Regions from separate parts of the Mus musculus genome. Here regions 1, 3, 4 and 5 are each linked to region 2. The links are chromatin contacts, called in public Hi-C, HiChIP or PLAC-seq and promoter capture Hi-C maps. All regions are on one chromosome and are shown on one strand. Each heading gives the region's core, a stretch centred on a gene start, on an enhancer-like site or on the middle of the called end of the contact. The rest is flanking DNA. Distances are from core to core; before and after follow the strand shown.

Region 1 (2,700 bases), core at 179-2,678, 160 kb before region 2:
ATAAAAAAAAAACAAATTAGGCTAATAGAAGAGAGATCAGTAAAGCTCATCGCTTTTTTTAGGACAAAAATAAAATTTCAAAAATAACGAGAGTTCTGGGGACACAGCTCAATGGAGAATAAAAGGTTCTGCATTCACACCCAGCACTACCAGACCCAACTATTTTCCTGTAGATTCTACTTAAATAGAAAAGTCTTAGATGTTTCCAATGTCTCTAACTTAGAGGCATTTCTTTCTTAGCAATTAGCTTCTATTTATAGCCATGAATAATATAGCTCTAGAAAAAAAATTTCCTTTGAGAGTATGTGTGTATGTGCAGGGGAATATACTAGGCAGGTGAAGAGAAAGTGCTTAGGCACACTAAATCACTGTTGGTTTATTAGACTGTGTGACTCGGGGGATAGGGACTCCTCTAGTACCTACGGGGTAGAACCGAGAAGCACCCAGTAACAGGCTCACCAGAAGACCGGGGTCTAATCCCATCACCACAGAAAACGTCCCACCCCCCTGTCTCCCCTGTTCCATCACTAACCACCTACTTCCTCAGCTCCTTACCCAGTACATCATGTCCAGCTCCCAGCAACAGTGACAGGCACACGGGAAGCAAAGGTGCAGTCTGAACGAAGCAGGCCTGAGACACAGCAGGAGTGGCTGTCACAGTCACCACCCCAGGAATGTTCAGCACCACTAAGATTAATGTTACAGGGGAACAGACAATACCAAGGAACAGACTGTAAAGTACACAGACAGGGTGAGTCTATGAAAGAATCAAAAACATGCCAGGGGTGTGCTTCGGTGGCAGAGCACTTGTCTAGCTCGTCCAAGATCCTGGGCTCGCTCTATCTCTGGTACTGTAAGCAGAAAAAAGATGTCTGATACTAAGTGGAGCATACTGGCTCATCAAGTTATCATAACACTTAGCAGAAGGATCAACCCTGGCCACATGGAAAGTTAGGTTTTAGTCACTATTCTACTGCTGTGAAGAGACACCGTGACCAAGGCAACTCTGATAAAAGACAGCATTGACTTAGAGCCTTCTTTATACTTTCAGAAGGTTAGTTCATTATCATCATGGCAGGAAGCATGGTACCAGGCAGCAGGTATGGAGCTGAAAGCTTTAAATTTTGATCCATAGGCAGCAGGCAGAAAGATAACCTCAAGGGTCATCCCCAGTGACATACCTCCTCCAACAAGGCCACACCTAACCCTTCCCAAATAGTTCCATTAACAGGACCAAGCATTCAAATACATGAGTGTATGGGGCCATTCTCATTCAAACCATCACACCCAGTCTCAAACAATGAATAAACAAACAAAGACAAAACACTCAAAATGCCGCCAGCCATCGAAGCAGGGAGCATCTCTGATGGGCTTACTGCCAGACTGAACACAACAAGGACTTCTAGGTGGAGGCTACCTCAAGAGAAACGTACACAGCAGGAAAAAGAGGGAGGGTGCATCTAAGTAAGACCCACACTCAGCATATCATAGTCTCACTGCTAGAGACCAAAGATAAAGGAGAAAGAAGACAGAAGAAAACATTACCTAAAGAGGAGCAGAAATAAGCAATTCACCCAACTTCTCAGAAAGTATGAGAGAAAATACTTACAACTATCAAAGAGATGTCTCATGGACCTATAATTAAGCAAAGACTCAGACAAACAACCGACGGGCTTTGTTCCAATCAACCTGCCTTGTAAGCTAAGATACAAGACAACGAAGAGATGGGGGTCACAAGCACAGACTTACATTAACAAAAACAAACAAACAAACAAACAAACAAACAACCTTTAACTTTCCTTATTAGATTTAACAGATGTTTGTTCAAAACCATAACAGCAACAGTGACTCAACGAGTGTTGCTCAGGTTTATGAGGCCTGAATGAACGGCAGCAGGGGCATGAGGGGAGGGGCAGGAACCTAACCCTCCATGGCTGTAAGGTACCTGACTAAACTAGCTACAAAGCAGGATCCTAGGAGAGACCTGGATCCGTTGTAAACATACATAGCAAACTCTAGAGCAACTACTAAAAAAGAGAAAAAAGAAGTGTAATTGATATTGGCAGATACTGACTTTACTACATTACAGTCACTTTATGCTGATGACCTAAAAAACACCAATTAAAGGTAAATAAGACTAGTCTATCAGAGAAGACAAAAAACAAAGCAGACCAACAAACGGAACACCCAGACCTGAGGTTGTATCTGACAGGAGGTTTGTATCTATACTACACAACAAGAGCAATTACAGCTGATAATAAAAACACAAATAACCCAAATTTTTTAAGTGGACAAAGGACCTGAATGGGCCACATGACCTGACAAGCCGACGAGGACACTCAACAGCATTTGCTTTTAGGGCCATGTGAGTGAAGGTGACAGTGAGACACACTTCAGACACAGTGGGATCACTACCACCTAGAGTCCAGGAAACACAGCCGAGGGTGAGGCCACAGCCTGGCACAGTATTTATGGACAGAAACGGCACACAACTGCCGGGAGAACTGCCTGGGAGTGGCTCAGCGGGTCAGGCTATCCAACTTCTCTGTAAAATGTAGTTGAAAACATTCATCTTCAGATGACTCGGTAACAAACACGACCTAAGTGTCACAGCAATGGCTGTGCATGTTACTACTATTAGCTATGTCCTAATTCACTTACATTTACTAGTTTAAATAACGAATTGCTCCTGATATTTGC
Region 2 (2,700 bases), core at 150-2,649:
AAGAAGTCAGGTGTGGTGGTGCATGCCTTTAATCCCAGCACTCAGGAGGCAGAGGCAGGCGGATTTCTGAGTTCGAGGCCAGCCTGGTCTACAGAGTGAGTTCCAGGACAGCCAGGGCTACACAGAGAAACCCTGTCTCAAAAAACCAAAACCAAAAAAAAAAAAAAAAAAAAAAAAAAAAAAAAAAAAGCCTCACTGGGAAAAAATAAGAGGAATCTAATAAAAGCCTGTGCTTCTTCCTGGGGCAATGGAAGCCTCGGATGCTCTGTCTGGACCTTGATTCACTTAGGAGGCTCCTTCTCAGAGTCCCCTTTACATTTTCATAGGCCAGAGGACTCGGGGTGTGGTTGTAGAGGATGTTTCCACCCGAATGCCTGCTGCCTGGACTTGCCCATCACCCCACACACACCCTTTTCCCCCTAAAATAAGGTTCGTGAAGAACAGGGTGCTGCTACAAGTAGGTGAAGTTGGTGAGCCCTGACAAGCCTAAAAAGTAGACAGGCCACCATCTGTCTTCACTGTGTGCATTAAAGAAAAAATGGTGAAAAGCTGGCTACGACTTTGCCAATGTGGTCACACTGGAAAGAAAAGAGAAAAGACAAGAAAGGAAAGGGGAAAAGGTTCAGTGACTCCCCAAAGTCCATCTTTGGAGTCCCGACATGAGGTTCAGATTCTCAAATAGAAAGCAAGTGGTGTACATAACTAAGCAGTCTTGGTCAAGGTGTGGTCTTGCCGGTTATTGATCCACCATTATCTCAGTTCCAGTCTATCCCACAAGATAGTCTGACCAGTTGCCAAATCTGTGATATAGCTTACTGGGTGACAAAACTCCTCCTCTAGCTGGCACACACAAGCTTCAGTCTTTTCTTTCCCCCAGCACACAAGATTCATGGGGGAAAGCCCAGTAGCTGAAGGAAGGACACAAGTGTCTTTTGCCTTCAGAATCGCTTCATACCTGCCAAGACAACTAAATAAGTGGTTGGACGAGCCCTTACTGGCTCAGGAGCCATCATGGGCAAAATCACTCCTAGCCTTTATGTTTTCTCCACGAATACAACACATATAGACATCCCTGTCCTTGGTGGGTCAACATTAGAGCACAAAACTACTTGTTACTGTCTACCAGAGTGCTTCCTGGACAACTATGAGTAGGTGCCTGGCCCAGAAGCAGCGCCTGGCCAGAATTAGAAGCTCAAAGGTCGGATGCGCTCTCTCCGAGCCTGGGTATCCCAGGGTCACCCTGGAGCCAGCCACGGTCTCCCCAAATGCACACACTAGGCACCTGCTGGAAGTTCTGTGGCTAAAAGAAGTACCTAACAGCAGGAGGGCGGACTTCCGGGAGGAAGCAGGTGTCCTCCTGGTGGCGACAGCTTCGTGACGTCACCATATCGCGACTGCGAAGGGGCGGTCCCTATATTCCTTGGAGAAGAGTTAAGTGCTTGCAGCGGTACTGGCTGTGGCTTCTCCGCCCTCCCCTCTTGTCCTGCGGCTCCGCAGGCGTCCGCTGACAGCGCAGGAAGCCGGACAAGTCCGGCTGCAACGACCAGGTAAACTGAGGCTAGGCCAACTCAGAGGGAGTTGAACCGGACGTTGGGAGCCGAGTGGCTGACCTCGGTTCCCAGATCAGCAGGGTCACACGCACGGCGCAGCGCCTCAAGCTGCCCATTGCTGTGCTGTTTGCTAAGGGACCTTTGTGCTGCGAGTCATAGTGATTCGAGAGAATGAAATAACCTGTGAGCGCCCGTCACAGATTCATCATCAGCGGGGCTTAGAGTTATCAGAGAGCAGGTGTTCTGCCTTACCTCCACGGCCATGACCATGGGCTGGTAGCAGTTAGGACCTGAGAGGAGTAGGCAGGATTGAAACTAGATTATCTTGCTTGAGAAGTATCTTGCTTTTGAATTAAGAACTTCAATGTCATCTAGACATGGATTCAAATGCCAATTTTCTTTTAGCTGTAAGACCCTTGAACCTTAGGCAAACCAAACCCCTCTTACCCTATCCAAGCCTTGGCTTGTTCATCTGTAAAACTGGACCAGCAGCACCTGCCAAGCCACCGTCAAGAGAATTATAGTAGACCTCACAAGTGAGACACTTGGCTTTCCCTGGGACAGTACTGTTTTAGTGTATGGTGTGACTGGTCACATATGCTGGACCAGCCTTTGGACTGTGGCATGGCGGTACTTGTGTAAAACGACAGAGCAGGAGATGGAAAGCCTTTGGTTTTCTGGCCAGACTTGCAAGCTGGCACTCTGGTGATCCTGAACAGGGTAGGTTGGCTCAACCAGGTGAGGACCAAGAGCCCTGAACTGACGGAGCTACGTCTAGCAGTCTCTCTCATTTTTAGTATAAAGACGTGTGTGTGTGTGTGTGTGTGTGTGTGTGCGTGTGCGTGTGCGCGTACGCGTACTTTAGTCTTTGAGACAGAGTTTTTCATTGGCCTGAAACTCAACAATTAGGCTAGACTGGCTGGCTAGCAAGCCCCAGGAATCTACCTGTCTCCACCTATCCGGCACTGGGATTACAAGCATAGACCACTGTGTACAAACTTTTTTATGTGGGTTCTGGGGATTTAACTGATCTTCAGGCTTTCAGTGGAAACATTTTACCAGCCATGCTGTCTTCCTAGCCCCACACTGGTTTTAAAAGAAAGCTATCCAGAAGGGAGAGGACTCTGACAGGGAATGAAGACCAGACCTA
Region 3 (2,700 bases), core at 127-2,626, 210 kb before region 2:
AGTCATTCTCATGCTTCCTTTGTTGCTAGGCGCAGACAAAGCTGAGTCCCCCTGGTCCTTACTCTCAATCCTTGGCTAACACTTGGGGCAGTCTCACTGAGGAAGAAGATGACAGATAGATTTGGGTAAACTATGGTCAGGAAGGTGAGCATCGAGCAAAGGGTTCCAGGTGAGATGGGAGGGTCACCAAGACAGGGATGGGGAGGCAGATTTCCTTGACGTTGGCCAAGATGACCAGCTAATCCTCCCTCTGGACTTAGAGCCTCCCCCACTTTATCCTGTGGGAATTGGAACTGCCAAGCCTTCCTGAGTGCACCAGTACTTTCCCCTTAAGTCATTAGCCCAAATGTTAAGGCCTTAGCCACAAAGGTTTGAAATAAGCAAAACCAGGGACACTCAAAGCCAGGCAAAGACATTGTAGAGTCAACAGCACCTTTGTGGGCTTTTATAGTTAGTATGCACGCCCTTAGAAATTGCTAACCAACTTCAACTGGATTTGCTAGTTGGTCATCTTATATCCGGCTGGTGGTGGCTTTCTGTGGCCAGTTTGCTTGGGTTTGCCTCCACTAAATATCTCCTTAGAAGGAAGAGACACTCTCAGGATCCAGCAGGGCTACCAAGTTGTAAGCTGCCCAGGGTGAGGGAATAGGGGAAGGGGCCCTGAGGATCTCACAGCTCATCTTATCTAGAGGCCTTGACCTGGGGAGCTGGATATTTGGCGGAGGCACTCACAGGTATCCAAAGCTGACAGCGTGGAGAGGCTCACAATAGAACAGAGCATCTTCCCACTTCAAACCTCTGGTCCTTTCTCATAAGCGGTTGCTCTCATCAGCAAATTCATGGGCATGGAGTCTTGCTTTTGAAAAATATGCCCAGAAATGTACTTCTTGTAGGGAATGGAATAAGGCTGTGCAGAGGGAAAGTGGGAGGGACCCTATACACACAAGACCCTGAACAGTAGTGGCAACTGGGGTAGGTGGAGGTCAAGTTCAGAATCTGAGCTGGAGGTTGAGAAAGGCCATTTCCCTTTCAGCTAGAACAGAGTTTAGCCTTACCGTATGTAATTTAAAAAGAAAAAAAAAAAGGATTGGTGTGATTTAAATGGCAGTTACTGGAGTGTGATACTTGTTTAAAAATAAAGGCAAAAATAAAACGTAAAGTTGTGGTACAAGAAGAGTAAATCCCCAGAAACGACTCAGCAGTCCATAGAGTCAAAGGACACGGGATGGGGGAGAACTGCCCCATCTCCAGAACTGAGGGAATCTCCCCTGGCAATATCTGCCCCAGGAATGCAACTTGTCCCATCACCACCGCCGCCGCCAGACAGCCTCTCAGATTCGTTCTCCTTAGAGTCACTTCCTTCCCTCCTGCTGGCATATAGTTTCCCTGACGAGCCTTGCTGTTGCCCCTAGAACCCCCAGCCTGCCGGTGAGATCGAAATGTGCCCTCCGGGAGCTTGGATGTGAAGGCTGCACATTAACACACCCAGCGGAAGACTGGAGACACGACTAGAGTTAAAGGGAATGGATGTCAAAGTGGGGAAGTCTCCGATAGGTTATTGATGAATAGTGATCACCTGCGTGGCGCGCAACACAGGGAAGTGCAGCGCGCGAGCCGCTCCATCCACTGCCCTCAGGCAGGTGGCAACTAGGGTTAGGTCAGGAGCGTACAGATTCCCAACCCAGTCCTGCAGATCTTCAGAGAGCACTCCGTCGGGTTTCAGGGCGGCGCCAGAGGCGATTCAGCCTTGTCCTCTAGGGCAGTAGACCCGGGCGGGGCGGGTGGCCGGAGCTCCGCCCTCCTCTGACCCTGGCTTTTCAGCTTTTAACCCGCGCGGGAGGGCGCCGCGGCCACTGGGCTCTCCGGAGGGAGCGAGTGGTCAGTGCGGAGCCGGAGGCGAGCGTGTCCAGTCCCAAGGCCGACGCCAGCTCGCAGGCATGGCTCCGGCAGCGGCTTCGGGTGGCAGCACCCTGCCCAGTGGCTTCTCGGTCTTCACCACCTTCCCTGACTTGCTCTTCGTTTGTGAGTTTGTGAGTGATAACGCGCCCTGCTCTGGGAAAGGGACCGGGTGGGTTGAGTTGCTGGGGGTGGGGTGGAGGGGTTGGGGGGGGGGGGAGCTCTGCAGCTCTGTCCCCAGTCACAGGAGGGAACTAAAATCGGGAAAGTTTTCCCCATCTCTCCGTGGTCTGCTCCTTTCTAAATTAGCGGACCGATTTCCCAGGCAGGTGCAGAAAAACCTCTTCCTAGAGTTTAGCTCCTATCCGAGCGCAGCTTCCTTACAAGGTACCACTGAGAGTCCTCCTGAGTAAACAAACCCAGCTAAAGAACCCTTCCATGCTGGCGACAGAGATTTGGAGATCAAGAGTAGCCAGCCTTTTTCAGGCCCTTTGAAGTTTCTGGGAAGGAAATGCCTCTGTGCCAATTTTGAAAAACAGTGGCTGTGCTTTGCTGGGCCGCGGTCCCCAAGCCCTGTGTGAGGGGAGGGAGGAGTCAGGGAAGACAGGTGAATTTTGTCGCCTGCCTTGGCTGACCTTGGGCTGACTCTGCGCCTGGGCTGGGTTCTATTAGCCTTACACTGTAGAACCGACCCACTAGCTTCGAGAAACTTTCCTATTGTGAGCTCCAGCCAGGCTTCAGAGCTACTTCAGTTTCTAGTCCCCAGGGTCCTTTAGCACTTACCTGGACAGGAGGGTGTTTGTT
Region 4 (2,700 bases), core at 136-2,635, 130 kb after region 2:
GTCCCACTCCCTGCCCCCTACTCCCACCCTACCTGGAAAGGCTTTACCCAGCAGGGATGAGGACTTCGCTCCCCATATACTCTAGTTCCTCTCAGAGGCCACATCAATTAAGACAGAGTTGCATATGTAACAGGTAGTAGGGAGCAACTGGATACTCTGAGGGAGGTTTCATGATCTCTCCATGAGGGACAATCATTTTGTAAGAAGGCACAGTTGGACTCCCCAGGATAGTGGTTGTTTGGTTCAGAGGACGGTCACTCAGACCACTGATCTAAAAGAAAACCCAAGCCAAGCTGGAAAAAGGATGCTTCAAAACTAGGGTCATAGCTGGGCAGTGGTAGCTTGTGCCTTTAATCCCCGCTCGCAGAGGCAGGTTCGATCGAGGCCAGCCTGGTCTATGTAATGAGTTCCAGAATAACAAGGCTACACAGTGAAACCTGTCTCAGGAAAGAAAGAAAAAAAAAAGGTCTTAGTGTACAATGTTGTCTCAAATATAAATAATAAAAGAGAAAGGTCTAGATTCTATATGAAACTGAATAGGAATGGGTTTCTGATGGGAGAGTCTGGTGTTAAGCCAAGTGAGAAGCCTTGGTCCATCAGATGGCTGATGGTGATTTGGGGAGCTATAGGGACTTTCAGGGACTCAACCCCTCAGCTGAGTAGAGAAGCCAGGTTAGAAAGCTGTGCCAGAAAAACCCCATGTAAGTCAAAGGAGTGGGCTCTTGCGGGCAGAAGGCCTTGGTGACACACTGTAGGCTCACAACATCCCCTCACCTTCACATATACACAGACACAAACATACAGACTCACACACACTTACATGCACATACACAAGCACATGTACTCATGCACACATGCACACACACTTGTACACACACCTGCCCATCCTCTGAGACTCCTCTTAGGCCTTACTTCTTCCCAGAAGCCTTTGCAGATGCCCAGGCTGAATCAAAGGCTTGTCCCTGAGCCACCCAGAGCCTAGGTTCTGCCCCTTTTAGGCTTTATTCTATGTCCACCCACCAGGGCTCCCTGACATCGGGGAGTAGGCCTTGGCAGTTCTGCTTTGTCACACCAGCTAGTGCCTGGATGTCACTGTTTTTCCATTCATTGGATGGATGGACAGCCCACTCTGCCTGCCTCGGTTTATGTTCAGGTTCACCTTGAATACCAGGCTTCCCTGGGGAGTCAGGAACACTAGTTAATCTCAACCCTCTGAAAGGTCACATCCCGTCCTTCTTTCAACAGACACCCTCTCCCCTGCCCCAAGCCCAGGGGTCAGACCATGCTCTGAAAGGGAGCCAAGCAAGGCTGGGGGGGGGGCTGGTTATCAGCAGGATGTGATGACACCCACACAGCCCAGGGTCTTTTTCCACAGCTAAGAACACACAGTGCCAAGTGGCCCCTTCTGCTGGAAGCCACCTTATTTTTCACACCCCCCTCTCTGCTCACATCCTGTTTCCGACCCTCTGACAAAACTGGGCCCCACGCCCTGGGCCCCCACCCTGCCTCCTGGGTTTTCACGTGGCTTTTCTGAGGTAAAGGCAGGCCACAGATCTCTTGGTTTTAAGCTTCTTGGTGGCTTGAGGAATTTACTGCTGAGGTGACAGTCTCAAATGTGTCTAGTGTGGCCACTTGGGGTAGCCTCCTCATAGGTCGTCGGTGAGGGTGAGAGTGAGGAGGGTAAGAATTAGGTGAAGGCTGAAGATACAGGCTGGAAGCTAATGGACACTAACACACTGTATGGCTTCAAGCAGGATCTTTTAGCAGGCTGAAGCTCCCTTGGGCTACAGGAGTCCCGCAGCGGTGGCCTCTTGGTGTGAGCCAGACCAAGAGAATCCACAGGATGGACCAGAGAGGCCTTTGAGGCCAGAGGACAAGAGCCTCCAAATCTGCTTCTTCCTGCCTCTACTATACAACATCCGCTATTTTCTATAATTCCCAGAAATCCATCCATAGGCCACTGTGGGGCCACTTCCCTCACACCAGCCCTTTGACTCAGTTCAAAGAGACAGGAAGAGATGGGAAATGACTGGGAACAAAGGCCTGATACTTTCCCAGCAGGCCTGGCAGGACCCTGGGAGTGTCTGCTGCCCTCCTCAGGCAGCAGGAGGTTCGCTCCTCCTCTTCCCTGTCTCCCCTGGCTGATTCCACCAACCTCTCTCACTGCCCTTAGCTCTCTTCTCCTCGGCTTCTCTCCTTCCAGGGCAGAGTAGGAGAAGCTGCCCCCCCCGACTGTAGTCAGGCCTGTTTTGAGTATGGCTGAGGTTGATGGTCTCAGATCTCCTTGCTAAGTGAACAGTGTTCTGGTCTGTGTAGCTGACAGAAACATGTGAGTAAGTCAATCATATTGGTGAGCGCAAGCCATGAGCACATGGCCAAGGTCATTGTGTCCACCCAAGGTAAGAAGACATGTGAAACTCTAAATTAACTAAAGGGCCATCAAAAAAAAAGTACTTTTTCCATTGTTTGTTCTGAGACAGGGTCTCACTCTACAGCCTTGGCTGTTCTGAATTCACTTTGTAGACCAGGCTGGTCTTGAACTCAGAAGTATCCATCTGCCTCTGCCTCCCAAGTGCTGGGATTAAAAACATGTTGCACCACACTCGGCTAGATTTTTCAAATACTTTTATTTGTACATTAAATTATACACACACACCATATGAGTACCCTAGGAGACCAGAAGAGGGTGGTGGGTCTCCT
Region 5 (2,700 bases), core at 94-2,593, 170 kb after region 2:
TACAGGTTAACAAAAATAAATCAATGCCAATGGGCTTTTCCACAGACAAAACATAATGGTACAGTATTCGAAGAGTTCTAAAACAGTAAAAACAAAACAAACAAACAAAAAAAACCTAACCTAACTCTTACTGGTTAGAATATCCAGGCCATTGCTTTGTGCAAACAGACAAAATCCCTCCCAGCTTCTTGAATGTGCCAAGACACAAGTCACAATGACAGTGGGCTGTCCGCGCAAAGCCCGAGTTCCATCTGGATCGCAGTCATTTTATAAATGGCATGCTACATCACACACACACACACACACACACACACACACACACACACACACCCTTGGGCTTATTTTAAGCCCTATTTTGAATTTGCACTTTTCTGGGTACACTGATTACCCGAAAAATCACCTGTATACCTCAGATATCTAATTTGGTTTTGGAGTATTTTCTTTAGTGTCATACTACCCATTCGAAGTCGTCTCTCTTGTGGTTATTTTTAACCTGACAAGTGGATTTAACAGGCATGGGGGCAGTAACACGGGGTGCTAAAATGGGTTCAATCTATTGCATCGTACTCAAAAGACCACTGGGCAAACTGGGCACTGTCAACAGCTCAAGCCCCAAGGTGCCCACCAACCTCCCGCCCAGGCCCACCCTTCTCTACGGAACAGGGACGCCAACTGCAGCCAAGAGGCTCACCTCTGCAACTCCTCCTCCTGGATTCTCTCCTCGTCCCATACGAAAACACCGGAGAGCGCCGCCATCAAAACAGAGGCATGGCCGGGGCGGCCTCGCAGCCGGCGCCAGAAGCGTCCGAGCAGGGCGCAGCGCGAGCTCTCGGAATACAGGCGGCCGTAGAGCTGCGCGATCTGCTGCGCTCGCCGCACGCGCAGGCCCGTCACGAAGCGGCACTGATTGGCCAGCGCGGACAGCAGGCCCCCGCCCCGCGCGCCCGCCAGCCAGGCGGCCAGGGTGGCCGGTGGCCTCCTCGGGAACATGTCGGCCTCTGTGGATTCCCGCGCCTGCCGCGGGGCCCCGGAGAGGAAGGGCTGGGGGAAGGCAGGCCGGGCCGTCCGCGCAGTCCCCTTAACGGGTTGACCCCGAGGCCACCTCACGCTCCAGAAGCCAGGAGCCGTCCCTCATGCCTTTTTGCAGAAGCGGCTGAGGTAGCGTGGCTTCCGAGGAGAGCGCCGTTGCACGAGGCCCTCTCGGTCCCGACAGCCCGCCCGTCTGTGTGTACGGCGGGAACTCGCGGGGCCCCCGCGGCCAGGGCGCGGGAAGCAAAGCGGTGGCCGTCCCAGGCCACAGCAGAAGCGGTCCCGTGCGCCTGTGTCCGCCTCTCGCGCCGAGTGCGCGCAACCTAACCTGTTTGTCCTGCCCGCACTCTGATTGGGCGCATCTCAGAACCCTGGGCGCTCATTGGCTAAGCCAAAGTGCTCCTCCGCCCTTGCTCCGGGCTGCCTGGTAGCAAGCTAGGTGGCGTGGCGGGAGGGCCTGTCAAGGGCGCCTGGAGAGTGACCCTCGGACCCGGCGGTGCAGCCATTTAGGGACGTCTCACCCGGTCCGGAGGAGAGGCACGGTCAGGTGCGGTGGCGTTCCGTTGTCCTGAGAGGCCCGGCCTGTTTCCCTGTTCTCTACAGTCCCGGGAGGGGCGGTGCACGCCCTACGTGACCCCGCACCTATCACAGCCCAGGGGCAGCTTCCTTGGTCCCCCTTGCCCTGATTCCCCGAGCCCTCCTAAGTATCTGCGGCAGGGACGCGGTTCTGGGTTCCGGCTCCGAGAGAGTACGGGTGGTCCATCCTTAGGGCCGAAGAACACCTTGCAGAGAACTCGAGGGCGGGTGACCCGTTGCTCTCTGAAAATGCGTTAGGCCTGAGCAGTCTCTGACTCGGAGGAGGCAACAAGGTAGGAGAGTAACCAGGTTTCCCAAAACCTGTCTGGCCACGTGTATGTAACCTAATGGTTACTACATGGAGTCTCAGGATACATCAGTATTCTAAGCCAGGGCCTGGTGGCTCATGTCTGTAATCCCAGCACTCCAGAGGCTGAGGCAGGAGCATTGCCAGCCTGAGCAACAGTGTGTCTCAAATAAATAAATAAATAAATAAATAAATAAAATTGCCAGCCTGAGCAACAGTGTGTCTCAAATAAATAAATAAATAAATAAATAAATAAATAAATAAAATTGCCAGCCTGAGCAACAGTGTGTCTCAAATAAATAAATAAATAAATAAATAAAAATTCTCTGTCCAGTTATAAGATGGAAATAATAGCTGCCCCTTAAGTGAAGAATCAGTCTGCCTCCATTTTAGTCTTAAAAGTCATCTTACAGATAGTAAAGACAAGCCAGTTCACTCCTTTTTATGATTAAACCTGTTTCTCAAGGATTGAGCTATGCCCCACCTATAACCTTAACCACAAATAGTTCTGTACTGTCTCTTCCTAGAATCGTAGTCATTTCTTTGTTTTTTAAAAGTTGTGTATAACCATCTTGCAACCCTACCTCTATTTCAAAAGGCTATACAACCACCTATGACTACCTTGTTAGGCCTACCTTGCAACCGTGCCTTTGTTTTAGGGACCCTTGTAAAACTAACTTGTTATGCTTACAGTGTGCCTCTGTGACCCGGCCCATTTTACCCACCAAATCCCCCGTTTGGAAACTCCCTACCACTGACCTATAAAAGCCTTGTCTTCCTCACATCCA

What was found. Promoter capture Hi-C pulls out the DNA fragments that hold promoters and counts their contacts. Hi-C and Micro-C count contacts between places; a contact is called where the count stands out from the background. HiChIP or PLAC-seq counts read pairs in DNA pulled down with a chosen protein or histone mark.
Region 1: an H3K27ac HiChIP or PLAC-seq map of embryonic stem cells shows a contact between it and region 2, with 6 read pairs. The contact joins the enhancer-like site here to the promoter of Fahd2a in region 2. A contact is called at or near these places in 3 of 39 promoter capture datasets (embryonic stem cells, epiblast stem cells and neutrophils), 3 of 115 datasets of contacts at active chromatin or transcription factors (bone marrow-derived macrophages, double positive thymocytes and embryonic stem cells) and 2 of 9 other capture datasets (adipose tissue and liver).
Region 3: a contact with region 2 is called in a promoter capture Hi-C map of embryonic stem cells. The contact joins the promoter of Mal here to the promoter of Fahd2a in region 2. A contact is called at or near these places in 6 of 39 promoter capture datasets (the 3T3-L1 cell line, embryonic stem cells, hippocampal neurons and 1 more) and 1 of 484 Hi-C or Micro-C datasets (stem cell-derived neural progenitor cells).
Region 4: a contact with region 2 is called in a Hi-C map of CD8 T cells, with 3 times the contacts expected there. The contact joins the enhancer-like site here to the promoter of Fahd2a in region 2. A contact is called at or near these places in 4 of 39 promoter capture datasets (the C10 cell line, embryonic stem cells, macrophages and 1 more), 1 of 15 datasets of contacts at CTCF or cohesin (pro-B cells), 25 of 484 Hi-C or Micro-C datasets (B cells, CD4 T cells, CD8 T cells and 14 more), 2 of 115 datasets of contacts at active chromatin or transcription factors (kidney and large pre-B cells) and 2 of 9 other capture datasets (adipose tissue and pancreatic islet).
Region 5: a contact with region 2 is called in an H3K4me3 HiChIP or PLAC-seq map of the SCID.adh cell line, with 15 read pairs. The contact joins the promoter of Stard7 here to the promoter of Fahd2a in region 2. A contact is called at or near these places in 6 of 39 promoter capture datasets (the C10 cell line, the HPC-7 cell line, HPC-7-derived erythroid cells and 4 more), 3 of 484 Hi-C or Micro-C datasets (CD8 T cells, LSK cells and nephron progenitors), 8 of 115 datasets of contacts at active chromatin or transcription factors (the SCID.adh cell line, effector CD8 T cells, embryonic forebrain and 5 more) and 3 of 9 other capture datasets (adipose tissue, liver and pancreatic islet).

What each region holds. Positions count from the first base shown.
Region 1 is chr2:127,604,024-127,606,723 of GRCm38.p6, reverse strand. No RefSeq gene overlaps it. Among named protein-coding and RNA genes, the nearest start is that of Mrps5, 18 kb to the right of the region's middle. Within about 2 kb of position 1,428, at least 5 of the 459 cell types and tissues checked have an H3K27ac peak or open chromatin away from gene starts, as enhancers often do. A contact at or near this core is called in embryonic stem cells, where this site is marked.
Region 2 is chr2:127,443,264-127,445,963 of GRCm38.p6, reverse strand. Fahd2a (fumarylacetoacetate hydrolase domain containing 2A) reads left to right here and starts at 1,399. Exons shown (of 8, transcript NM_029629.2): 1 at 1,399-1,547.
Region 3 is chr2:127,655,371-127,658,070 of GRCm38.p6, reverse strand. Mal (myelin and lymphocyte protein, T cell differentiation protein) reads left to right here and starts at 1,376. Exons shown (of 4, transcript NM_010762.5): 1 at 1,376-2,030. The coding sequence starts at 1,938.
Region 4 is chr2:127,313,411-127,316,110 of GRCm38.p6, reverse strand. No RefSeq gene overlaps it. Among named protein-coding and RNA genes, the nearest start is that of Gm46762, 21 kb to the left of the region's middle. Within about 2 kb of position 1,385, at least 79 of the 459 cell types and tissues checked have an H3K27ac peak or open chromatin away from gene starts, as enhancers often do. A contact at or near this core is called in B cells, CD8 T cells, the CH12 cell line and 8 more, where this site is marked.
Region 5 is chr2:127,268,872-127,271,571 of GRCm38.p6, reverse strand. Stard7 (START domain containing 7) reads right to left here and starts at 1,343. Exons shown (of 8, transcript NM_139308.2): 1 at 692-1,343. The coding sequence starts at 990.